Regions from separate parts of the Mus musculus genome. Here region 1 is linked to region 2. The links are chromatin contacts, called in public Hi-C maps. All regions are on one chromosome and are shown on one strand. The core of a region is the stretch at or near the end of the contact, and the rest is flanking DNA. Distances in the headings are between cores, read along the strand shown. Region 1 has its middle 23 kb from the start of Slc16a11. Region 2 holds the start of Asgr2 (asialoglycoprotein receptor 2).

The links. Hi-C and Micro-C count contacts between places; a contact is called where the count stands out from the background.
Region 1: a Hi-C map of bone marrow-derived macrophages shows a contact between it and region 2, with 67 read pairs. The contact joins the enhancer-like site here to the promoter of Asgr2 in region 2. A contact is called at or near these places in 17 of 39 promoter capture datasets (the C10 cell line, the HPC-7 cell line, HPC-7-derived erythroid cells and 10 more), 4 of 484 Hi-C or Micro-C datasets (bone marrow-derived macrophages, nephron progenitors, peritoneal macrophages and 1 more), 6 of 115 datasets of contacts at active chromatin or transcription factors (CD8 T cells, the NIH/3T3 cell line, bone marrow-derived macrophages and 3 more) and 5 of 9 other capture datasets (adipose tissue, embryonic stem cells, liver and 2 more).

The regions. Positions count from the first base shown.
Region 1 is chr11:70,187,424-70,193,788 of GRCm38.p6, forward strand. No RefSeq gene overlaps it. Among named protein-coding and RNA genes, the nearest start is that of Slc16a11, 23 kb to the right of the region's middle. Within about 2 kb of position 4,893, at least 50 of the 459 cell types and tissues checked have an H3K27ac peak or open chromatin away from gene starts, as enhancers often do. A contact at or near this core is called in CD8 T cells, the NIH/3T3 cell line, bone marrow-derived macrophages and 2 more, where this site is marked.
Region 2 is chr11:70,089,987-70,096,962 of GRCm38.p6, forward strand. It overlaps Asgr2 (asialoglycoprotein receptor 2), which reads left to right and starts at 2,658. Exons shown (of 9, transcript NM_007493.3): 1 at 2,658-2,804; 2 at 3,070-3,207; 3 at 6,816-6,932. The coding sequence starts at 3,084. It overlaps Gm32946 (a long non-coding RNA gene), which reads left to right. Exons shown (of 4, transcript XR_879978.1): 3 at 17-141; 4 at 720-1,279.

The DNA of each region.
Region 1 (6,365 bases), core at 3,643-6,142, 100 kb after region 2:
GTAATTACAGTTTTAGGGGATCTGGTACCTCCTCTGGCATCCAGGCGAACACACACACACACACACACACACACACACACACACACACGATTGGGGGCATGGCTCAGGGGATAAAACATTTGTTGCATACACATTCTGGCCAGAGTTCAGATCTCTAGAACCTATGTCAAAGCTGGGAGAGCACAGAGGCCTGCACTAAGAAACCAGTGATGGGCGAGCTGGCTAGCTAGAAGTCCCAGTTTCCTACCTGTTGCTGCACACATCTTTAATCCCAGCACTCAGGAAGCAGAGGCAGGTAGATCTCTGTGAGTTCGAGGCCAACCTGATCTACAGAGTGAGTTCCAGGACAGCCAGGGCAACACAGAGAAACCCTGTCTCAAGAAACCAGGAAACAAACAAACAAACAAGCAGCATTAATCATTTTTAGCTGCTCCTGCAGAGGGCATGGGTTTGTTTGCAAGCACTAAACGGTGGCTAAGCCACCATTGTAACAACTGTGTGTACATCCAGCCTCTGCACGTACGCAACACACACATGCACAATTTAGAACAAATCTATTCTTAAAAATCTCCTGACAAAAAGCAACAGAGATCTGCATGTCTATCTCCTAAACACTGGGATTAAAAGTGGTCCACTAAGCCTGGATTTCAGTTTTTCTTCACCTGGAACTTGCTCTGTGCTAGACTGGCCTTGAACTCAGAGATCTGCTTATCTTTGCCTTCTGGGATTAAAGGCTAGTATCTAAACGTAGTTGGTGGGATCTTGCCCCAAGGTCACCACTCCCTTAATTCAATTTAATATCTGAGAACACAGGATTCAGCTCCATCTCACTTCCTGGTGCCCCTTTAATACTTGAACCATATAATTTATATTTTCCCTTCCTCGGCTTGCTATGCTAGCTTAAAATGCTCTTCATGAGACTCAACCAGAAAACAAAATCTATGAAGGTTGTTTCTGAGACGTTGTCAATACAATTAACCCGAGTCTCTTCAGCTTAGCCTCAGGCAGACTCTTTTTTTTTTTTTTCTTTCTTTTTTTTTTTTTTTTGGTTTTTAACTCACTTTGTAGACCAGGCTGGCCTTGAACTCAGAAATCTGCCTGCCTCTGCCTCCTGAGTGCTGGGATTAAAGGTGTGAGCCACCACGCCCAGCTCTCAGGCACACTCTTAAGACAAGGGCAATAAAAAAAAAAAAAGTAATCACATTCTTCACCAAAATACCACAAAACAGCCTTTAGGTCATGCATTGAAATTCTCCACTGAAACCTCTTGGGCCAGGTTCTTAGAATTTAAATCACTCTCAGTGACAAAGTCTTCCTTATGCCTACTAGGATAACCCATTAAGTCCCATTTAAAGTAATCCACTGCTTTCCAAATCCAAAGTCCCAAAATCCACATTCCTCCAAACAAAGGCAATGGTCAGGCCTATCACAGCAATACCCTGTTGGTCCCTGGTACCAACTTCTGTCTTAGTTAGGGTTTTGCTGCTATAAACAGATAACTGTGACCAATGAAAATCTTATAAAGGACAACATTTAATTGGGGCTGCCTCACAGGTTCAGAGGTTCAGTTCATTATCATCAAGGCGGGAGCATGGCAGTGCCCACGCAGGTATGGTGCAGGCAGAGCTGAGAGTTCTACATCTTCATCTGAAGGCTCCTAGGAGAAGACTGGCTTCCAGGCAGCTAGGATGAGGGTCTTAAAGCACCCACAGTGATATACCTACTCCAACAGGGTCACACCTTCTAAAAGCACCACTCCCTGGGCCGAGAATATTCAAACCATTACAACCAGTTTCATGGCAGGCACTGGGCATTGGGCCTTGTGCCTCCTGCTTCTCCCCAATGATGAGAATCCATTCACATCTTATAGTCAGGGCTCACATAGGTTCTGAGGAAAGGAATGACACGGGTTAACAGAATCTGAAGGAAATGTATGAATCATTTCAGTAGAAAGGAAGACAAGTCACTCGCTCTGGTGCCACCGGAATTCTTAGGCTTTGAAATGTCGGAATGAGTCATAACTGGTCATGTTTTATAAGTTAAAAAGCACTTCAATTGTGTATTATTCACAGGGTGCATGATTACTTCACGGGGGTGGACAGAAACAATTTATCGCCATTTGACAGACCGGTTGCTGAATAAGAGAGGAAGGCCATTAAACAAAACACAGCAAGTGGTGAGCAACGCCCCGCCCCGCGCGCATGCGCGCAAGATCAGTTTTCTACAGGGTGATTTGCACTGACCGTGGCAAGCTAGCCATTCGTTATGCTTTGGATACTGCTCAAATGTGGTCCCTCAGGGCTCAGGCGTTGGGGGCTTGGGCCCTGAGGTGGGATGACATTTAAGGGGCAATGTCAAGCAGGCGGTAGGTAGGCCATTGAAAGCTCTGGATTCACAAAGAACTAATGCTGTTATGAGACAGTGAGTTGGTTCCTACGGGAGTGGGCGTTAGAAAAGAGCAAGCCTGACCTTTGCATCTCTCTGGTTTCCTGTATCGTCACCACGTGATTGCTCTCGCACGCGATCACACCACCCTGCGCTCATCTGTCACGGATCCTTCTGGAAAACGCAGCCAGTAGCAGCCCTTTGCCCTTCAGCCTCTAAAGCCATGAGCTAAGTAGGACTCTTGAATTTATAAAATTCCCTGGCTCATATACCTTTTAAAGCAAAAGAAAATGGATGGATTCACTCTCTCTTTAGAACACTAAGGGATAGCTACAACCATTAACATCAGCCGAGTCTAAAGAGTACACACATACCCTAAACATACCTAAGCATGGAGAACTGAAACTAAGAATGGAGAGAGAATGTTTCAGAAAGTCACATAGGACACATATAAACTAAGTAGCTTTTAACCTTGGTTAAAAAAAAATTGTAATCATATCTGTTGCAAAAAATCAAAACCCCCTAAAACCCATTGTTTCTTTGTATCAGCAAAGCTCAGCAAAGAGGCTGAGCTCTCCTCCTCTTTTTCTTCCTTCCTTCTTTCCTTCCTTCCTTCCTTCCTTCCTTCCTTCCTTCCTTCCTTCCTTCCTTCCTTCCTTTTTCTTTTCAAGACAGGGTTTCTTTGTGCAGCCCTGGCTATCCTGGAACTCACTCTGTAGACCAGGCTGTCCTTGAACTCAGAAATCTGCCTGCCTCTGCCTACCAAGTGCTGGGATTAAAGGCGTGCGCCACCATGCCCCGAGCTCTCCTCCTCTTGAGGCTCTGCTGACTGCAATGAGACCACAAGAACAGAAGTGATCTCTTTGCCCTTTGGCTACCTCTGTTCATCTCAAAAACATTTCCTGTTCCGCCTCACTGCTATGGAGTCCACACTGAGGTCTTAATCCAATTCTCAGTATAGGTTGGAATCCTTCCCTTTTGTTTTCGCTGTCCTCTGCCACCACACACACAGCAGGATTTTCCTTTTCTTAATTATTTAATTTTGTGCACCTGAACATTTTGCCTGTAGGTGTGTGTACTGTGTGCATGCCGGTGACTGCGGAGATCAGAAATCCCTGGAACTGAGGTTGCAATGAGCCTTCATGTAGATTCTGGGAATTAGATCTGGGTCTTCTGCAAGAGCAGCAAGGGCTCTAAACCACGGAGCCATCTCTCTTCTTTAAAGGTCATGTCATGTCCATCACTCTTACCAAAGTCAGAGGGAAAGCCAGGCATGGTGGTGGTGCACTTCTTTAATCCCAGCTCTCAGGAGGCAGAGGCAAGAGGATCTCTGAATTAGAGGCCAGCTTGGTCTATATTATGAGCTCCAGGACAGCCAGGACTACATAAAGAGACCCCATCTCAGGAAAAAAAAAAGGGGGGGGGTGGCAAAGAAAAATTACGTTTCATACAGTCTGAGTTTTCCTATTTGATGCTCACACTAGCTTCCGTGCCTGGAGTTGGAAGCCGGTTCTCCCGACTTTGTAACAGCCAGACCATGCCTTTTATGAATGTCAGCATAGGAAGCAATGAGTCACACTCTGGATCTTCCATTTAGAACCAGAGGAGGCCCCACTCCTCTAAGCAGAAGTGATCCACTGCACGCATGCTCACAGCCCTCTCCTTGGCTACCATGGGCATGTGGCCCCACTAGTCCACCAGAGCGAGCCTGCTCACCTTTTTGACAATGACCTCTAGCTCACATTTTCAAGTTTTATTCTATTTACTTATATAATGTGTTTATTTTTATTCTCTCTAAAATTCAAGTCACTAAATTCCACGTGGGCCTCATTCTGCCACTTCTTATTGCTGATTTGTCTTGCCTAGTCTTGTGTGTGTTGTGTGTGTGTGTGTATGGAGAGACAGAGAGAGAGAGTCAGAGACAGAGACACAGAGACAGAGACACAGAGAGAGCATTGTGCGTTTCTGAGCTGTAAACGCTTGGTTCTAGAAATCTGTCTCTTTAAAAGTTGTCAAGAAAGCTTTGATGGAATCTTCCTCCAGAGAGGGCTCATGCTTGCTTCAGCCGGTGCCTGGGACCTGTCCAATCTGGCAGGACCTTACTATAGATGCTCTGCCATGGGTATCTGGGATCTCAGATGTGTCAGATGGGTGGGCCCTGATCTGATTTGGAGTGGGCATTTCCAGTTATGTAGTCACTGCTGTTGCTGCTGCTGCTGCTGTTGCTGTTTTTTGAGATAGTTTCTCTATGTTACCCTGGCTGGCCTGGAACTTATGTGGACCCAGGTGGCCTCAAATTCACTGAGATCCACCTACCACTCCGTCTCCCAAGCGCTGGGGTTAAAGCACGTGTCTCCACACCCGGCACTAGTTCTGAATTTTTATGATATGGCTTGTCTTTCTCTGCCCAGTGGTGGGGATAAGGCAAACAGGTTTCTTTTGCCCACTCTGTAGTCATTTCTGAACTTTCTATCATCAGCCAGCCTCCATCTTGTCTTTCATAAGCCACATGGGAATGCCCTTGGCTCCACTGTGTTCGTGGGCTCTTATGCCCCAGCCTCTGTGGCTTGTGATTCATGCTTTAGACAAAAAAAAAAAAAAAAAAAAAAAAAAAAATCCCACTGCTTTCTTTATAGCTGAGTTGCTAACTTAAACGGCACTTTTCTTTCTTTTTAACCTACCTTAGGTAGTTCTGCAGTAGGAGGGTTCCAAGAAAGTTAGTTGTCCTGTTGTTAGCATAGGGAATTAAAGGTACTGTTTTACGCGTACAGGGCTTGTATTCAGCCATCTTGTAAAATTTTATTAATTCTGCTATTTTATACTATATATATATATATATATATATAGATTAGTTTATGTACCTTATATTTTTATATTTCCTAGGTGTGTAGTCTATAATTATGTATTTTTATACTTACTAGAATTTCTAGAAATTGTTGATGAATAGAAGGTATGTGGAGCATCGTGCTTATTTTTTATTTAAGTTCAGTAGATTTGGTAATTTCTTCTTTTTAAGGAAATTACCTCTATTGATTTAACAAATTTCCTAATAGACCTAGTTTAGTTAGTTCTATTCTTTCTTACTAAAAAATTTCCTTAAAAATTCATTATTTTATTTTATGCGTGTGTCTTGCCTGCATGTATATCTATGGATCACACATGTGTAGTGCCCATGGAGGCAGACGAGGCCGCAGATCCCCTGGCACTGAGCTGGAGTTACAGATGATTATGAGCTGTGAGGTGGGTGCTGGGACTGAACTTGTGTCCTTCCCAAGAGCAACCAGCAGTCTTAGCCACTGCATTCTCTCTCCAGCCCCTTGTTCTTTTAATCAGACCATGGCTGCTGAAACCCATTCAGCACCTCAGAATTTATTGGTTTGGCGCTACATCTAATTTTAAAACAAGTCTTGCTGTTTATCCTTCAACTCCGGTCCTAACTATCAAGGCTGAAGCTGAGGGTACTGGAGGGGGAACCCCAAGGATGACCAGTGTTAATATGATGAAGGATTCTGAGTTGCTGGTTAAGGAATTAGGACTCTGTACTAAGGGCAGAACTGACTACTGAAAAACTCACTTTGTGGCAGTAAAGAGTTTGGACTGTAGAGTCCGGCTGGAGGCCAAGAGACCATTGGGAATGTGGCTGTTGTTGTCTAGGCCAGGAAGAGACACATTATGGTTGCTACATTGTTGCCCATTTCCTGCCTCTGAGGTCAGGTTCTTCCTAATACAACAGTTACTTAAGACTCTGGATGTGTGTGTGTCGGGAGAGGGCAGAGTTGGTCATTTATTATCAGAGAAAACAAATCACGTTAATAATAACAAAAGTCCAGGCATGGTGCCACCTGCTTTTGATCTATCACTGAAAAGCCAGAGGCAGATGGATCTGAGTTCCAGACCAGTCAGGCAAGGAAACAGACGGCCAGGAATGTGCTCTTCTCAGGCCGTCTTTCTTTTCAGCTTCTCTGTGTGTCCTTTCAGGT
Region 2 (6,976 bases), core at 1,408-3,907:
GACTTTTCTCTTACAGCATCCATGTCATCTGACGACCCCACGGAGCAGCAGGATGTACGCCAACTGTCACAAAACACATAGCCGAATTTTGTTCATTTACTAAAAGAAGAAGAATAAATTTCATTTAATTTGCAGAAAACGGTATGTATTTTAAAGTTAAAAAAATGATTTATGTGTAGGTGTTGTGCCTGCATGTGTGTCTGTGCATCATGTATGTGCAGTCTTTCAGGAGTCCAGAAGAGCTTGTTAGAGGCCTTGGTAGTTGGAGCTACAACCTGGGTCCTCTGGAAGAGAAACCAGTCCTCTGAAACACTGAGACATCTCTCCAACTTTCTAAAGCATTAGAGGAGCTGGCCTAGGAGATGAAAGATGATTGTTATTGTAAAGATATTCTGGCAGAAGAAAAAGAAAAGCATCCCTCATAGTAACTAGGATGGCTCTGGAATCTGGACGTGTGACTCAGAATGTATTCTGCCTATTACAGTCCCCACCATAATTTTTCCTACCCATAAAAGCCATGTCATGGACCTGTATTACCTAAGATGGCTCTCATAGACAATAACTTCCCATTGCCCAGGATGCCAGCCTTTGAATAAAAATGACTCTTTTCCTCCAACTCTTGTGCCCAGAGTACTGGCTTTTAAATGGTAGTCAGAGCTGGGTCCAGTACCACAGTATCTGAGATTAATCAACTGACTTATTCTGGTTCTTTGTTTTAGAGGTTCGATCCATGATAAATTCACTCTATTGATTTGGACCCATGGTGGGGCAGTTCATTATGACAGAGGACGTGCATCCGGCAAGGCTGCTTGGCTCCTGACTGAATTGAGAGAGGAAAGAGAACTGGGATGTCACAGTCTCCTCGGGAAGGCGCACCTCCCCAAACTGAAACAGGCTCTTCCATCCTCCAGCAGGCTCCATCCTAACAATTTCCTCATATTCTAATAGTGTTATAATCTGGGGACCAAGCCTTTAACACATGGCTTTTGGGGGGAACATTTCAGATCCAGAGTACAGTATCAGCTACCTGTTCCAAGTCACCTAATCTCCTTTCTGCCAGAGGCAAATGTATTGACTTCATAGGGTGATGTGCTGTGAGGGTTAAATGAGAAAACCTTATTTATATAGATAATGTGTGTGTGTGCATGCGTGTGTGTGTGTGTGTGTGTGCGTGCACGCGTGAGCACTCATGGGCATACATTTGTGCAGAGTATGTGCATCAGTGCCAGTGTGTGTGGAGGCAGGAGGTTGATTTTTAGTATTTTTCTCTATTACTCTCTACTTTCTTTTTCTTTCTTTCTTTCTTTCTTTCTTTCTTTCTTTCTTTCTTTCTTTCTTCCTTCCTTCCTTCCTTCCTTTTTTTTTTTTTTTTTTTGGCAGAGTCTCTCTGAACCCAGTTTATTGTTTGGCCACACTGGTCCCACGGATCTGCCCTTCTCTGTCCCTTCTGCAGTGTGCTGGCAATATAGGTGTGTGCTGCTGTGCCTGGTTCATATACAGGAGCTGGGTTACAAACGCAAGACCTCATGCTTGTGAAAGAGCCCTTTACCCACCGAGTCATCTTCCCAGCCTTTGTAGATCCTGTGTAGCACTCGCAGGGCATGAAGAGGGGTGTTTGTGTCCCTGGACTGAGTGTGGTGCTGGGGTTATGACTTCCATATTTTGAAGAACTTCTGCACTGAAGTGTGGAGGTAGAGAGCCACAGCTGAGCAATGTTCAGAGAGTGACAGGCTTGGAGTGCTCCCTTGGTCCTAAGTGGGATCTCTTCATCAGACCCCTCCCCATTAAAAGGAGGGAGTGGACTATGGGTCCCAGTCCTAACCAAGAAACTATTTGTGGTTCAAATCCATTGGCAAAAGAAAATCAGTTTTCTACAATGGAGCATCATGGGGTATACCCACCATACTCCAGGACCAGGAGTAATTTGTCAACTCAAAAGAAACGTCATTGTGGTGTTTGTTATTGTTGTTGTTTTTATGGGTTTTTTTTTTTTTTGGTCTTATTGGTCTTTGGCTTGTTTGTTTTGATAGTCTTTCTTTCTTTGGAGAGAACATAAAGCGGTGTGTGTGTGGGTTGGGGGATGAGGAGGGTCTGGGGGAGGACTGAAGGAGTGTGACTGAGTGGGGCTGGAGTGCGCTGGAGTGCGGGAGCCTGGTGCTGAGCGTATAGGAAGCTGTGGCTGTGGCTGGTTGCCAGGGTCACAGGCTCAGATTGGGCAAGAACAGGGAACTGATCTCTAGGTCACTCTACTCCTGGTCAGAGATATTTGAAGAAATCAACAGTTCTGGAAAATAAAAGAGGCAGGAACTGAAACAGGGGAGGGAGGGAGGGATAGAGAGGAAACAGCAGACTGGATCCTGGCCCCTCCACACCTGCACCCCTGCTCCCCTTCTGACATTGTGCAATGAAGGGAGAGATGATGTGTGTTTGTGTGTGTGTGTGTGCGCGCGCATGTGTGCACATGTGCACGTGTGTACATACAAGGATACCGCACATACAAGGAGACCTCCTGTCTCCCTTCTCTGGTTATGAGAACAGAAACATGTCCCCCACCCCCACTGCTCACTGCCTGAGTTCCAACTGCGTTTCTGTTTCTATTTACTGTCCAAAGTCCCAGGGGCAGGAGGTGACTGGTTAGATGGACATTCAGGCACAGGGACCCAGCTCTTGCCTAGATTGGCCCCTCCTCCCTCTCACCTAGCTCCACTAGCACCACCTGTCCCGTCTCCCAGGTTTAGCCCCTCTTTCTCTTTGGGCTCAGGCTGTCTCCGAAAGCCAGAGTCAGCTCTCTATACCTTTAACAGGTAACTGAGGTAGTGGGAGGCAGGTGGTACTGGGTTCAGGGACTCTGGGTGGAGGGATGAGAGCATATAGTCTGGTCCATGAGAATATGGAAGGAAGGCTGCAGAGCCAGGTCACCTCTTGGGAAGGAAGGAGCCTGCAGTATTTCAAGTCTTTCCCTGTCAGCTACCCACGTCCCCTCGGTCCTTCCACAGGGATTCCAGTCTTAGCACAAACCCAAGTTCCATCTCTAAGGAAATCTCAGCTCAGTCTCAGATCTGTCTCCAGCCCTTAGGGCCATCATGGAGAAGGACTGTCAAGACATCCAGCAGCTGGACTCTGAGGAGAATGACCATCAGCTCAGTGGCGATGATGAACATGGCTCTCATGTGCAGGATCCTAGGATAGAAAATCCACACTGGAAAGGCAAGTGTCCAGTTTCTGGGGCCTCTCTGGGATCCTTGCCTCAGCTGCCAGTTCCTCTCTCTTTTTCTGTGAGGACTCTCTCATCCTGACTCAGTGACCAGTGTGCTCCCGAGTCTGTCCTACTCAGGGTTATTACTGCTGCGATGAGCAAAGTGACTTGAAGAGGAAAGGGCTTATTTGCCTTATGCTTCGTCATCATCGAAGTTCATCATCAAAGGGATCCAGGACAGGAACTCACACAGGGCAGGATCCTGGGGGCAGGAGCTGATACAGAGGTTATGGAGGGGTGCTGCTTACTGGCTTGCTCCTCATAGCTGGCTCAGCCTGTTTTATTATAGAACCCAGGACCACTAGCCCAGAGAGAGCACCACCCACAATGGGCTGGGCCTTTCCCCACTAATCACCTCATAAGAAAATGCCCTACAGGCTTGGTTACAGCCAAATACTATGGAGGCATTTCCTAACTTGAGGCCTCCTCCTCTCTGATGACACTAGCTTGTGTCAAGTTGACATAAAACTAGCCAACACAGTGACCTACATGTGAGCTGCTGATACCTCTGAGTGCAGGGTCCCAAGAAAAGTGTGTATGCTTAGAAGTGAGGGGGTATCTGAGAGGATGAGCCTCCCCCGAGACTGCACTGTGCATGTGTATATATGCGTGTACATGTGTGCATGTGCGTGCATGTATGTACATGTCTGTATCTAGGATGAATGCAGAGCCACAGACTGTGTTAAGGCGATGAGCTGAGTGTGTGAATGAGCACAGAGATCCTGGGTGATTTCCATTTGTATCCTGCCTGAATCTTCTTGCACATTTTGAACACAGGCCCCACATAATTGCAAAAAGGTTTTAGGGTAAGAGAGATCCTGCCCTGGGCAGGCTACCCAGTGTGTTCCAGATGATGTAGTTTCATCTCAGAAGAAACTTGGGACTTCTTTTGTTGTTATTTTAAGACAGGGTTTCTCACTTTGTAGCTCAGGCTTCCTGGAACTCACCCTATAGCCTTGGAATCTCAAGTAGCCTCCCTATTTTAGCCTCAGGAGTGTTGGGATCACAGCTGCGCGTTACCACGCCCAGGCAACGTGGGACTTACATCTCTGTCACATTGCTAATGTTTTACCTGTGTGTGGTCCAGTCACAGCATCTGTGTCAGCATCCTGCCTGTGCTAGCATCAGTGTCACTTCTGAGTCCTGTTCGAAAGATCCTGGGATCTCATTTTGATAGGTTCATTTATTGCTTATTTATTTGTGATACTGCCATTGGAACCCAGGGCCTTGCACATACAGGCAAGAATTGAATCACTGAACCCCCTGTCTGTTTTCTCAGTCTATTCATCTCCCTAGTTTGACTTGTGTTTTCCTACTCTATTGTGTCTTGTGACCAACAATTGGACACTGAGCACTGTGAGTTCTGTGTTGCTGGGTGCTGGGTGCTGGGTGCTGGGTGCTTTTGTATTCTGGTGAGTATTTAGTTTCCTGGGATGCAGGAAAGTGGTGTAGGATCTGACTCCTTATGCCCTAACTGTCTTGGTTTCAGGCTTTCAGGCTGTCTCCTCAACTTGGGGAGTCTATTAGACCCTGTCCCAATTTCTCCTCTCTGCTCAGGGGCCTGAAAAGTTTCTCTAGGCAGTGAATAGTGAGCTGGGCAATTTGAGGACTCATTCATTTTCCTGGCTTTCAGGGATTAATGCTCTTCACAGCCTGATGTTCAGTGTCTTAAAAATTGATGTTTAATATGTACATGTATATGTGTATATGTATGCGTGTATATATATGTGTGTATTCATGTATATGTATGTATATATGAATGTGTATGTATGTATGTGTATATGCATGTGTTTATATATGTATGTGTATATATGTATGTGTGTATACATATATGCATATGTATGTATACATGTATGTGTATGTATGTATATGTGTATGCATGTGTGTGTGTTCTAATTATTTTTTTTCTGAAATAAGAAATAAGTCTGACAGCTTCTGTTTTGTCTTGAGTAGAGCATTTCAAACCTGCCTACACAGTACTTCTGTTTTAATCAATAATTCCCAGAACAGCTGAGTCAGGCAGCTACTTTTTGTCATTGCATCTTATACATGAGGAAAATGGGCTCGCTAGGAGACTGAATGATGCCAGGCCTAACTGGTGGCTCAGCTGGTGGCTTTCTCCTGGGCTGACAGTGTAGGGGCTTCATAGGCCACAGGTTAGCTGGGAATCATGACGAGGGTCTCCTGTATGAACAGTACTAGCAGAAGCAGTCAGGAGTTAAGTTGTGGATTTCCAGCTGGGGAGATGGGTCAGAAAGTGCTTCTAGTTGGAATATATTCTGTACCTTCCCGTGATGCTAAAACAGAATGCATCTGACTAGGAAACTTATACCAGGGACGTACTGGAGCATGGTTCTTGAGTCTAGGAAGCCCAGAACAGAGGGCTGTGTCTGTCAGGGCACCAACATGAAACAGGAGACCCCAGGGAGGGTGAAGGGGACACCAAAGACGAAGCCTTTAATAAATGCTATTTTGCACTGTCAATAATCCACTGACGAGGGAGAGCCCTCAAAACCTAATCACCATTCATTCAGGTTCTACCTCCCAACGTTGCTGCCCTGGAGATCAGACCGAGAGGTCCATTCCCATCACAGCAGAGAGGGCCGTGCTTTTCGGGAGAGTGTCAGGGAGGTGAGAGGCAGGGAAGGCTCTGCTTAGGGGCTTGGGGTTGGGGAGAACTCAGAAGCATATCCTTGCTAGGTTAAGTTGGGGTCCTAAGTACGGCTGTCGTGAAGGAAGGTGACAGGCATTGGTATGGAAAATTGGAATTCTGGATAGCCACTCAGAGGGAACATCCTGTATACACCCTCAGTACAATGGCAAGAAATGACCTCAGGAAGATTTGACCTCTAGGATGTGGGGTTGCTCTGGCATGGTGGTACTGAGACAGAGAAGGCTACAGAGTCACAGGCTGATGCAGAGGAGTCTGTGTGCAGGTGGGTGGTACAAAAGCAGATGGGGTCTGGGAGAGGAGTCACTCTCCTGGTCCTGGCAAGGCGAGGCGAGCCAGTTCATGTAGGTGTGTGAGAAGCAAATAACAGTGTGTAATAGTGTGTGGATGTCTGTGAGTGTGAGCATGTGAGCAAATGTGTGTTAGAGTGGTGAGAGGAAGCGTGGCTGTGGGACAGACAGGTCAGCAGGCAGGAGAGGAGACTGTGGGAAGATGGAGGGCACAGGGACCGCAGGCCAGTGACATTGGGTTTCAGGGCGTTGTGAACAAGGGTGGTGGAAGCTGGGGGGAGGTTTTCACTTGGATGAGATGAGTAGATAGGCCGGCACAGCGGCTTTTGGGTTCGTGCTGTATGGTGGGATTAGTTGGTCTGGAGAATCCCACTGGGATTGTGAAGGGATGGGCTTGTGTGAGGAATATAGGGGTATTGACTAAGGGGAGCTCATGACATATCCCGTCACTGCTCCATTCTGAAGGGACAGGGACTGTGGAAGGACAGAGGTGATCTGTGGGTCTCTGACTCATGGGCAGGAAGAAAAACCATGCAGACCTCCTTTTGGAGGGTGTCTAGTCCTCTGGAATTGCTTTCTGACCCACTCTCTCTCACAGGGCAGCCTCTTTCCAGGCCCTTTCCTCAGCGCCTCTGCTCCACGTTCCGCCTCAGTCTGCTCGCCCTGGCCTTCAACATCCTCCTGTTGGTGGTCATCTGTGTGGTTTCATCTCAAAGTGAGGTCATGGCCTGGCAGGAATGAGAGGGCAAGGATAGAGAG